Linked DNA regions of Oryctolagus cuniculus: region 1 is linked to region 2. A link is a contact called in public Hi-C data. All regions are on one chromosome and are shown on one strand. Each heading gives the region's core, a stretch centred on a gene start, on an enhancer-like site or on the middle of the called end of the contact. The rest is flanking DNA. Distances are from core to core; before and after follow the strand shown.

Region 1 (5,072 bases), core at 49-2,548, 74 kb before region 2:
TACTTAACGACAACTCGGTTTAAAAACAGAATTTTGCACAAAAAGAAAACCTGATGTTAACAACTCACGTTGTTTGCTATACTCTGAACTTGGGTGTCTGCAGAGTAGGGTCTGACCCATGACCTTACAGTACATGCATCAGATCTGATCCCCGAAACTGGCGAGCAACACAGCCGTGTCATTCGCGGTACGACCGTGAGCTACCTTTAAAAGTCCTCCCGCTGAGTTTCCCCACCAGTGAAAGGGATAAAAAGTGCTACCCAAGGTGGTCAATTGAACAACAACAAAAAAGCAAAGATCAGAGGCATGACGGCTGCGAAATCAACGGCGACTAAGCAATGATGCACTGTCCCAGGTACGGTATGTGGAAATTCGGGGGGAAGTTCTCATCTTAGGCTTTAGGTCTTAGTCACCTGACACAGCTCCTCCCACCGGGGACAAAACGGCCTTCTCCTACGAAGGGAACGATCCGCTTTTGCCTGCAGGGAGAAGCTGGCCCACAGCCTGCATTCGGACCCTCTACCTCCCCTCTGCTCCTTCAGGGCAGAGATCATCACTAACAGCCTTCACCTGCCGGCTCGCGGGGACTCCCGGGCCGGGCAGGAGGGAGGCGGTGCCCAGTCAAGGACAAGAGGAGAATGAGTGTCCCGGGCCATGTGAAACAGTCCTCCTGCCAAAAAATAAACCCCTGGCTGAGAAACCTCAGCCCTCCGACCCAAATACAACCTCACCTTCTCCCCGGAGCTGCCGAGGCTGCGCTGTTACCTGTCCGGACCACTCCGACCCTCTCAGAAGCCGGGTCGCCTATTCAATATGGCGGTCTCGGCTAACTCCGTCAACCGGGCCCGGGCTACGGAAACCCAGGAGGGACCAGAAACCCCACATTCGACAATTTTCCGCTTAGGCCCGACAGAGGGCGGGACGGAGGTCGCAGCAGCAGGACGGAACGACTGGGGTCCGCAGTTCCGCCGGAAGTGGCCGGAAACCCGGGAACCGAGCGCCTTCGGTCATCTCCGGAGCTCCAAGGGGCGGTTCCCGCGATCTTTGGGCGTCGTGGAGGTACGAATTTGAGAAATGACTCGCTTTTTAAATTTATTTCGCTATACGAAGACAATACGGACAATTTGTGTGCCACTTAATTCTGAATCTTCAATTTTTTACGTAGAGGAAGGAGAAGACTAACCTACTTTGACCTTTAACCTTCGGCCGCGTGCGGCGGAGGGAAACGCCTCCGTCTCTATATAAGGAGTTTTCCGGCGTACTCGGGCCCTTTTTTTCTCTCTTAGAGCCGGGCGCCGTAGCCTGCGCTCTTTTGCTCCGCTGCCCTCAGCTCCCGGCTACAGCTGACGCCATGGGTTTCGGAGACCTGAAAAGCCCCGCCGGCCTCCAGGTGCTCAACGATTACCTGGCGGACAAGAGCTACATCGAGGGGTGAGCGGACGGGCCGGGACCGGCCGGCTGAGGAGCTTCCCGGGCCCGGGCCGGCCGGGGCCACGTGGCCCAGCCTCCATCGGAGGACGGGCCCGGGGCTGAGGTGGAAAGCGCCGCTTTTCCGTCTCCGGTGGCTGGTGGGGCAGGGGGCTGCGAGGGGACAAGGGTACCGCTTCGATTCGCCCCTGGTTTTTCCGCGGCTTTGCCCTGGTAACGGATGCAGGTGGAGCTGTGTTGGGTTTGCAGGGTTGGAGGTCCGTAAGTGACAGGCACGGCCCAGGAGAAGGGGAGCTAAAGGACTAAAGAAGCTTAGGTAGCCCGGTGATCCGTGGACGTGTTCCCGCTGGTGGATTTGGCGGGTGTGGCGTCTGCGGTGGTTTGTTGGTGGTTGCGTCTTTTAAAACGCGTCGGTTTTGCGTCCTCGGCAGGTATGTGCCGTCCCAGGCAGATGTGGCAGTGTTCGAAGCCGTCTCCGGCCCGCCGCCTGCCGACTTGTGTCATGCCCTACGCTGGTATAATCACATCAAGTCCTACGAGAAGGAGAAGGCCAGGTAAAGCAACCTTTGTTTTATATCTGTTTGGAGAATGAGACCGCTTTGTAAGTTTGATCGGGATTTTCACATTTGGGCCCGGCTGCGCCACTTCTGTTGGGCTATTGTAAGCTAAATTGCTTTGTGACCTTAGAAGGCCAGGAGACTGAAGCCCTCCACTTAGAAGATGGACAACAGCAGTGCAGCATTCCCCACCCCACCCCCCGCCCCGTCAGTGTGCTTCGACCCTGCCCTGGGAGGTGGGGGAAGGTGCCTCTGGGGTGAGAGGGTGGCCATTCTTCTGAAAGGGTCAGCAAGGGTGGAAGTTTGGGGAAGTGGACTCAAGTTTACTAAGAATGCAACTGAGCAAGCTTAACGAAATCTTGAACAGAAATATTCATACTGAAAGAGTAAATCATAGTGTTGAATATAATGTTTTACATGGTACTAATGTTTGCTGGCTGAGTTAAACATAGAAAAGTTAACTTTACTTGGGAGTCTCAAAAGGATAACTTGTTAATCCAAAAGGGACCTAGTGATTAGTAGTCCTGAAAACACAGATTGTCGGGGGGGGGGGGGGGGATGTTAAACCAACCTAATAGTGGGTGATTTTTTTTTTTCTTTTTTTTAAAGCCTGCCAGGAATAAAAAAAGCTTTGGGCAGGTATGGCCCTGCAGATGTGGAAGACACCACAGGAAGTGGAGCCACAGATAGTAAAGATGACGATGACATTGACCTCTTTGGATCTGATGATGAGGAGGTATGGCATGTCATTGTGCATAAACACAGGCTGTGGAGCCATAGTGCCTGGACTTGATGCCTGGCTTCTCTACAACCTGCCTTTAAAAAATTCTCACCAGTTACATGATGACTAAAATCACATCACCATCTTTCGGCTGAGTTCGTGATGGATTTGCTTTTTTCTGATAAAACTGGGTTTTTGTTGTGTGATGACTGACCCTGTTAACTTTATACAAAGAAGCAGTCAGCTTTGTGAAACATTGAAATTTTTCTTTACAGGAAAGTGAAGAGGCAAAGAGGTTAAGGGAAGAACGACTTGCACAGTATGAGTCAAAGAAAGCCAAAAGTAAGCTACTTTATAATTACTGTTTATTTTATTTCATGATTGGGTAAACTGCTTGGCCCCAAAGTAATTTCCTCTACATTCCTTGAATACAGCGGTACTTTAAAACCTTCCATAGAGGTTATTCCACTTAAAACTTCCACAGCTACTGGTCTGCAGCTGTTCTTATGGTAGCAGTTGTGGCATTCCACTGTGGGAAAGAAACTGTTACACAATTAAACACCTCTTTCTTAGCAAAACAGAAAGTGGGCATATGTGTGACACACATGAGATGTACTCTGATTTTGTTTGGCCGAAGAGATGGCCCAAATCAACCAGTTGGACTAGGGTGAAAATAATAGTTGTTGAGTGTTTGAATAATGATGATTATTGGTCTTTTTAGAACCTGCACTTGTTGCCAAGTCTTCCATCTTACTAGATGTGAAACCCTGGGATGATGAAACAGATATGGTAAAATTGGAGGAGTGTGTCAGAAGCATTCAAGCAGATGGCTTGGTCTGGGGCTCCTGTGAGTTTAATTTTTTCTTTATGAAGCATCATGGAATTTGCATGCAGTTTGAAGTTTTGCCAACCAACAGGACTTTTCTAATTGAGATTTTTTTTTTTTTAATGCTCTTTTTTAGCTAAACTAGTTCCAGTGGGGTATGGAATTAAGAAGCTTCAAATACAGTGTGTAGTTGAAGATGACAAAGTTGGAACAGATATGCTGGAGGAGCAGATCACGGCTTTTGAGGACTATGTGCAATCCATGGATGTGGCTGCTTTCAACAAGATCTAAAATCCATCCTGGATTGTTTCACTTAAATAAAAGCTTGAAAGATAACCCTTGGCTCTTGAGTTCATTGAATGAGAGGGTGGTATACATGTATATATTATATATTAACTTTTCATTTTGAGTGAAGGAATTCATTGTGTATGTAATTCATAAATAATAAAATTCTGATTTAGCACTTTGATATTTTGCAGTTGCAATACAATCCTGTACCCCAAGTGAGGTACTCAGCAGCAATGCATGGTGCTCACGATGTGATTTGCCGTAATCCTGCATCTTCATGTTGGGATTAATTGGTACCTGAAAAAGTACTGTTAAAATCTCACTTGTAAATATTGTGGGGTCAGTGTTGGGGCACAGCTTGGTAATCCTCCACCTGTACCTGCTCCATTTTTCGTCCATCTCCCTGCTGAAATGCCTAGGAAGGCAGTGATGGCCCAAGTCCTTAGGCACCTATACCTATGTGGAGTCCCACAACCATGGATGGAAGCTCTATCTCTTTTTTTTTTTTTTTCCTTTTTTTTTGACAGGCAGAGTGGACAGTGAGAGAGAGAAAGGTCTTTTGCCATTGGTTCACCCTCCAGTGGCCAGCGTGGCCAGCGCATCGCACTGATCCGATGGCAGGAGCCAGGTACTTATCCTGGTCTCCCATGGGGTGCAGGGCCCAAGCACCTGGGCCATCCTCCACTGCCTTCCCGGGCCACAGCAGAGAGCTGGCCTGGAAGAGAGGCAACCGGGACAGAATCCGGTGCCCCGACCGGGACTAGAACCTGGTGTGCCGGCGCCACAAGGCGGGGGATTAGCCTGTTGAGCCACGGCGCCGGCCTTCTATCTCCCTTTCTAATTTCATATTTCAAACAAATTTTAAAATGTTAAAAGGGCATCATTAGCCCCCTTCCTGGCTGTGGAAAAGCATCTGTTAGGATCCTGCTTGGAGAGGCTATGAATTTGAGGTCCAAGTAAGAGTCACACTGGGGAAGGCTGGTGTGACAACCTGAGGAGCTGGACAGGTCTCACAAAGCCCAGGTGGGAGCCCATTGTTCTAGCCATCCTTTCTCCACTTAAAAAGAACAGCAGGTGAGACAAAGATTATGCTGAACCTTGGGTTTTATTTGTGGAACTTTCTGTTCTGTACAAGTCACTGAATTACTGATTAAATCTTTATGATCCTTAGGGTTATAGGCTTTATTTGGGGTTTTTTTTTCCAGAAGCAGGAGGGGAGGAAGCAAGGGCTCTTCCTGCTGTTTGTTTAAAG
Region 2 (4,473 bases), core at 972-3,471:
GCAACCACATAGGAGACCTGGAAGAAGCTCCTGGCTCCTGGCTTCAGCCTGGCCCATCTGTGACTGTTACAGCCATTTGGGGAGTAGACCAGGGGATAGAAGGTCTCTCTCTCTCTCTCTCTCTCTCTCTCTGCTTCTTCCTTTCTCTGCAGCTCTGCCTTTCAAATAAATAAAATAAACCTTTTTATTGTAAAACCATCTTAAAGGGCCTCTCTCTGGTATGGAAAGAGGAATTTTGGGCAGGAGTCAAGATAAATAATTACTGCAACCCATCAAATAGATTAAAAATCTATGAGTTCATAAAGAACTCAAGGGAAAAAACACATTGGTCACCAGCTGGACACTAGTGGGGCATCATTACTTATTTAGTCTCATTACTCCAAAAATAAGGAATTAAGCATTTTTTTCCTGTATTTTCTGTACACACTGCCTTATAAGATTCTCAAAGAGTTAATAAAGAAGTGTTGTTCTTAACACTAAAAGTCCAGCTAATAATTGTAGAAAAAATGATAGCATTAGAAAATCACTATTTTGTGACCCCTGAAGACATAATGGAGCTAGGCAATAATCTTCAGTGGGTGCTAAAGCAATTAGATTAAAGGTTGGCGGGGGAAGTTTACAATTGAGAAAATCGTCTTATTGCCTGAACCCATGGATCAATCTTAGCCTCACTGTAAGTGGGATGAACAGACATTCTGTGCCCCTTAATGTGATACAATAGAAAGGGCACAGCATCACCTGTGGCATATTCCTGCAGAAAATAAAATGAACCAAATCTAATCAAGTCTCCAAATGTAACTACCAATTTACAGGAAATGCAGAGGTAGAGGAGAAGTTAAATGACATTAGGAGACAGCAATGAGCCACGTTCAAAATGTGGAACATTGTGGAGATTTGTTGATTCTCCAACAAATCAATGATACGAGGATGAGAGGGGAGAGGAGCGACTATTATAAAATAAAAGAAATATAAGGGAGCAGAGATTTAACAGGTCATAACCAGATTAAAATGTGTAGATCTTGTTTGAATCCTGACTGCCTTTGAGGCAGTCGGGGAGATTTCAGTAAGTACCGGCTGTTAGATAAATAAAGGCTTCTGTTACTTTTGTCTGATGTGGTCACGGGAAGACAGTTACGTTTTCCAAAAAAGTTCTTGTTAGGTAGCAGTGATGCTGAAGTATTAACAGAGTCAATCATATGATATCTGGATTTAAAATATTCCAATGTCCAAATGCTAACCCGAAAGATTAAAAGGGGAGTAGAGCCATTAGAGCGATGTGTTTCAGAGATGACCAGTAGGGGGTAGAATGGGAAAGGAAGTCATTGGTGTCCTTAATAAGGGCAGCCAGATCGCATGATTTGAACATTAATTGGAGGGCAGTGAGAAGCACAGTGCTGACTTACTTCTACCAGGTGCTGACAGAAAGATGCTAGTAATAATAGCAAGTGGAGAAAGGTTGGTTTGCTGACTTTTTAATTTTTTTTTTTTTTTTGGAAATGGAAAGGTATTCTGTAGGTAAAGAAGGAAGATGCTTTTTCCTTTTTCTGATTTTTCAAAATTCAGTGTCTGACACATGTTCTGTCTTTTCCTCCGCCCCAGAGACAGGCAGTATTCCAAAGAGCGACTGTTCCTTTTCCCCTGGGTCCTGGAGTGAGAGTATCCAGCCAAGGTCTGATGGACGTGGAATGAGAGTGAGAATAAGTCTTGGTTGTATTAAGCAGCTCTCATGTTGGGATTGTTTGTGGTTGCAGCATAAGTTAGCCCATCTGATTTAGGGATACTTTTCAATGTAATGAAGTGTACAAGATGTTCATGGATCCTGATAGTAGCTTTCTGTCGTAAGACCTTAGGGATAACACTTTACCAGTGTGGTCCAGGGACAAGATAATGCCATCAGTGGGCAGCTGCATCTGTTCTCTCTGGTTGGACCACTGTGTTGTGTTTTACCTGCCCCTGCCTTCCCGGTCACAATGGATTTTAGTGGTAGTAGGTGACCCAGTACGTGAGCCCTGGAATCAGAGCAAGAAGGACTGGGGCTGTGGCCATTTCAGGATGAGATACTCCAAATTCTAGGAAGTCTCTAGAGACCTTGGTAAGCACTCAAGAGACGTCATTAAGAAATTAAGATGGTTGGAAACTTTGACCGAGTCCGGGCCGGCATCTCTGAGAAGCGAGTGTGGTGGAATATTAAGAACTCCTTCCCCATCTTCAGGCGGGATCTGGAATTGGTGGCCTGCCTTGGTGTGTTCATTCAGACACTGCAGTTACCTACTTAGCGGCTCTCCTCATTTCCCCTTGTGGAGCCCCACAGTGCAGGAGTATGATTAGTTTTCCCATGGCCTAAAATCCTAGCTAATGCTTCAAGAGGACCAGACTTTGTCTCAGAAAGATTTTCCAGCAGGCAGAAAAGCAGCTTTTTCTGGCTCATGGCAGGGTTGGTCTCCAGGAGTGCTGATGGCACTGCTGATACGTTGATGTACTTCAGGGAGGCAGCAATTAGCCACCTGCCCCGGGGGCTGATCCTGCCACCCTTCCAGCAGGGTGGGAATGGGGATCCCTGCTTCAAGGACTGAGACTGGTTCAACCCAGGATTCAGACTTGCTTGGGCATGATCTGGAAGACTGGTGTGTGTGTGTGAGAGAGAGAGAAAGAGAGAGAGGGGTAAAGGGATTTCTGCATTGGGAACCTCATAGAAATGAAATCGTCCTAAAGTACACAGAGTTGAAGGTCACAGGTTTGGTTTGAAGGCAGCAAGAGGGCAAAACCGAAGACAGTGTGGTCAAGGTCTGCTAGGCAGGCTGCTCAGGGATGCGTTCCTGAGTCCTGGGAGAAGGAGGAGAAGGAGCTGCAGGAAATATCAGAGAGAATGGCAGGGCTTGTTTCACTGTTACCCTCTGTAAGAGGACAGTGGGGGGGGGGCGGGGCAGCACTGTGATGTAGAGGCTAAAACCGCCGCCTGCAGCCCAGCACCCCATATGGGGGCCGGTTCAGGTCATGGCTGCTTCACTTCACTCCAGTCCAGCTCCCTGCTAGGGCACCTAGGAAAGTGTCAGAATATGGCCCAAGTCCTTGGGCCCCTGCATCCATGTGTGAGACCCAGAAGAAGTTCCTGGCTCCTGGTTTCAGACTGGCCCAGCTCCACCTGTTGTGGCTATTTGGGGAGTGAACCAGCAGATTGAAGATCTCTCTTTCTGTCTCTCTCTGTAACTCTGCTTTTCAAATAAATAAATCTTTTAAAGAGAGAGAGACAGAGAGAGAGAGAGAGAGAGAGAGAGAGAGACATGGGCTATAAGACAGCACTTTGAAATCTCATCTGAGAACACCCTGATTTTTTTTAAAATCTAGTGAGAACACTTTTTTATTTAAAAAAAAAAAAACTTATTTTATTTTATTTGAAAGGTAAAGAGATAGAGAGATAAAGAAATACTTAGAGAGCTTCCATCCACTCGTTCACTCCTCAAATGCCGGCAACAGCCAAGGCTGGGCCAGGATGAAACCAGGAGCCTGGAACTCTTTGTCTTCCTCTGTGGCTGACAGGACTCCAGTCCTTGAGCCATTACCTGCTGCTTTCCAGGGTGTACGTTAGCAGGAAGCTCAGTCAAAAGCAAAGCTGGACTCAAAGCAGCACTCCCATAAGGGATGCAGGTGTCTCAGCGCCATCTTAACCACTGCTCCACACTCCTGCCCCACACTTTGATCTTTCATGTCCCCCTTGCCGCTCCTGGTCGCCTCTAACTTTTGTTCCCTCCGCCCTCTCCACCACCTCCTCAGCCCTCTTGGAGTCCTTTCTCCTTCAGTGACTCAGATTTAGGACTCTGGCACTTTGTCAAGACTATTTTGCTGCCTTCTTTCAAAAACGCCCTCGCATAAGGTGTTTGTACGTGTGGCCAATTTGGCTGACTGTTTAGAACATAGAAATTATATTTCATTATCAGTGTTGCTCGGCATCCCCTGAAGAGTCTTTCTGCCTCTCCACAGACCAACCTGCCCACTCCGAGGTCACCTGCCACTCCAGCGATCATTCCTTATACACGGCCCCAGGTGCTTCACTTCCTAAGGGCTTTCTCAGATACCAGGGGGGCTTCCTCAGGCCCAGGACAGAGAGGTCAGTGTCCCAGTGCAGACCCTCAGCAGATGAGGGTCACAGAGAGGTAGACAATTCCCTAGCCTCCCAGTCGCACGACGGGCGGTTTCCTACCACATTATTTCAGTGCAGCTCCAGGGAGGGTCCCCAGCAGGACTGAGCCTTAGCGGCCCACAGCACTAATCCCTTCATTAACATAACCTATGGGGCTTTTGTCTTTTCCCTTTCTTGCATTTTACCCACCACCCTCCCACTTCTGTTTCCTGGCAACACCTCCCAAACAAACAGCCTTGGCCTGAGTCCCTTCACAAGGACTGCTTTTTTAGGGAAACCTGAACCAAGCCATCTAGGCCCTGTATTTCTTGGGTGGACAGCACTTTTAATTCTCT

What was found. A called contact is a pair of places that touch in the nucleus more often than the background predicts.
Region 1: a Hi-C map of skin fibroblasts shows a contact between it and region 2, with 2.5 times the contacts expected there. The contact joins the promoter of EEF1B2 here to the enhancer-like site in region 2. A contact is called at or near these places in 5 of 6 Hi-C or Micro-C datasets (ear pinna, embryonic fibroblasts, psoas muscle and 2 more).

The regions. Positions count from the first base shown.
Region 1 is chr3:33,740,109-33,745,180 of mOryCun1.1, reverse strand. It overlaps EEF1B2 (eukaryotic translation elongation factor 1 beta 2), which reads left to right and starts at 1,298. Exons shown (of 6, transcript NM_001082399.1): 1 at 1,298-1,431; 2 at 1,860-1,982; 3 at 2,595-2,721; 4 at 2,982-3,048; 5 at 3,428-3,553; 6 at 3,669-3,866. The coding sequence starts at 1,352. The coding sequence ends at 3,823. NDUFS1 (NADH:ubiquinone oxidoreductase core subunit S1) reads right to left here and starts at 980. Exons shown (of 19, transcript XM_002712574.5): 1 at 732-980. LOC127491911 (small nucleolar RNA SNORA41) reads left to right here and starts at 3,183; the gene lies at 3,183-3,315. LOC127491908 (small nucleolar RNA SNORD51) reads left to right here and starts at 2,818; the gene lies at 2,818-2,896.
Region 2 is chr3:33,667,794-33,672,266 of mOryCun1.1, reverse strand. No RefSeq gene overlaps it. Among named protein-coding and RNA genes, the nearest start is that of CMKLR2, 14 kb to the left of the region's middle. Within about 2 kb of position 2,221, at least 1 of the 8 cell types and tissues checked has an H3K27ac peak or open chromatin away from gene starts, as enhancers often do.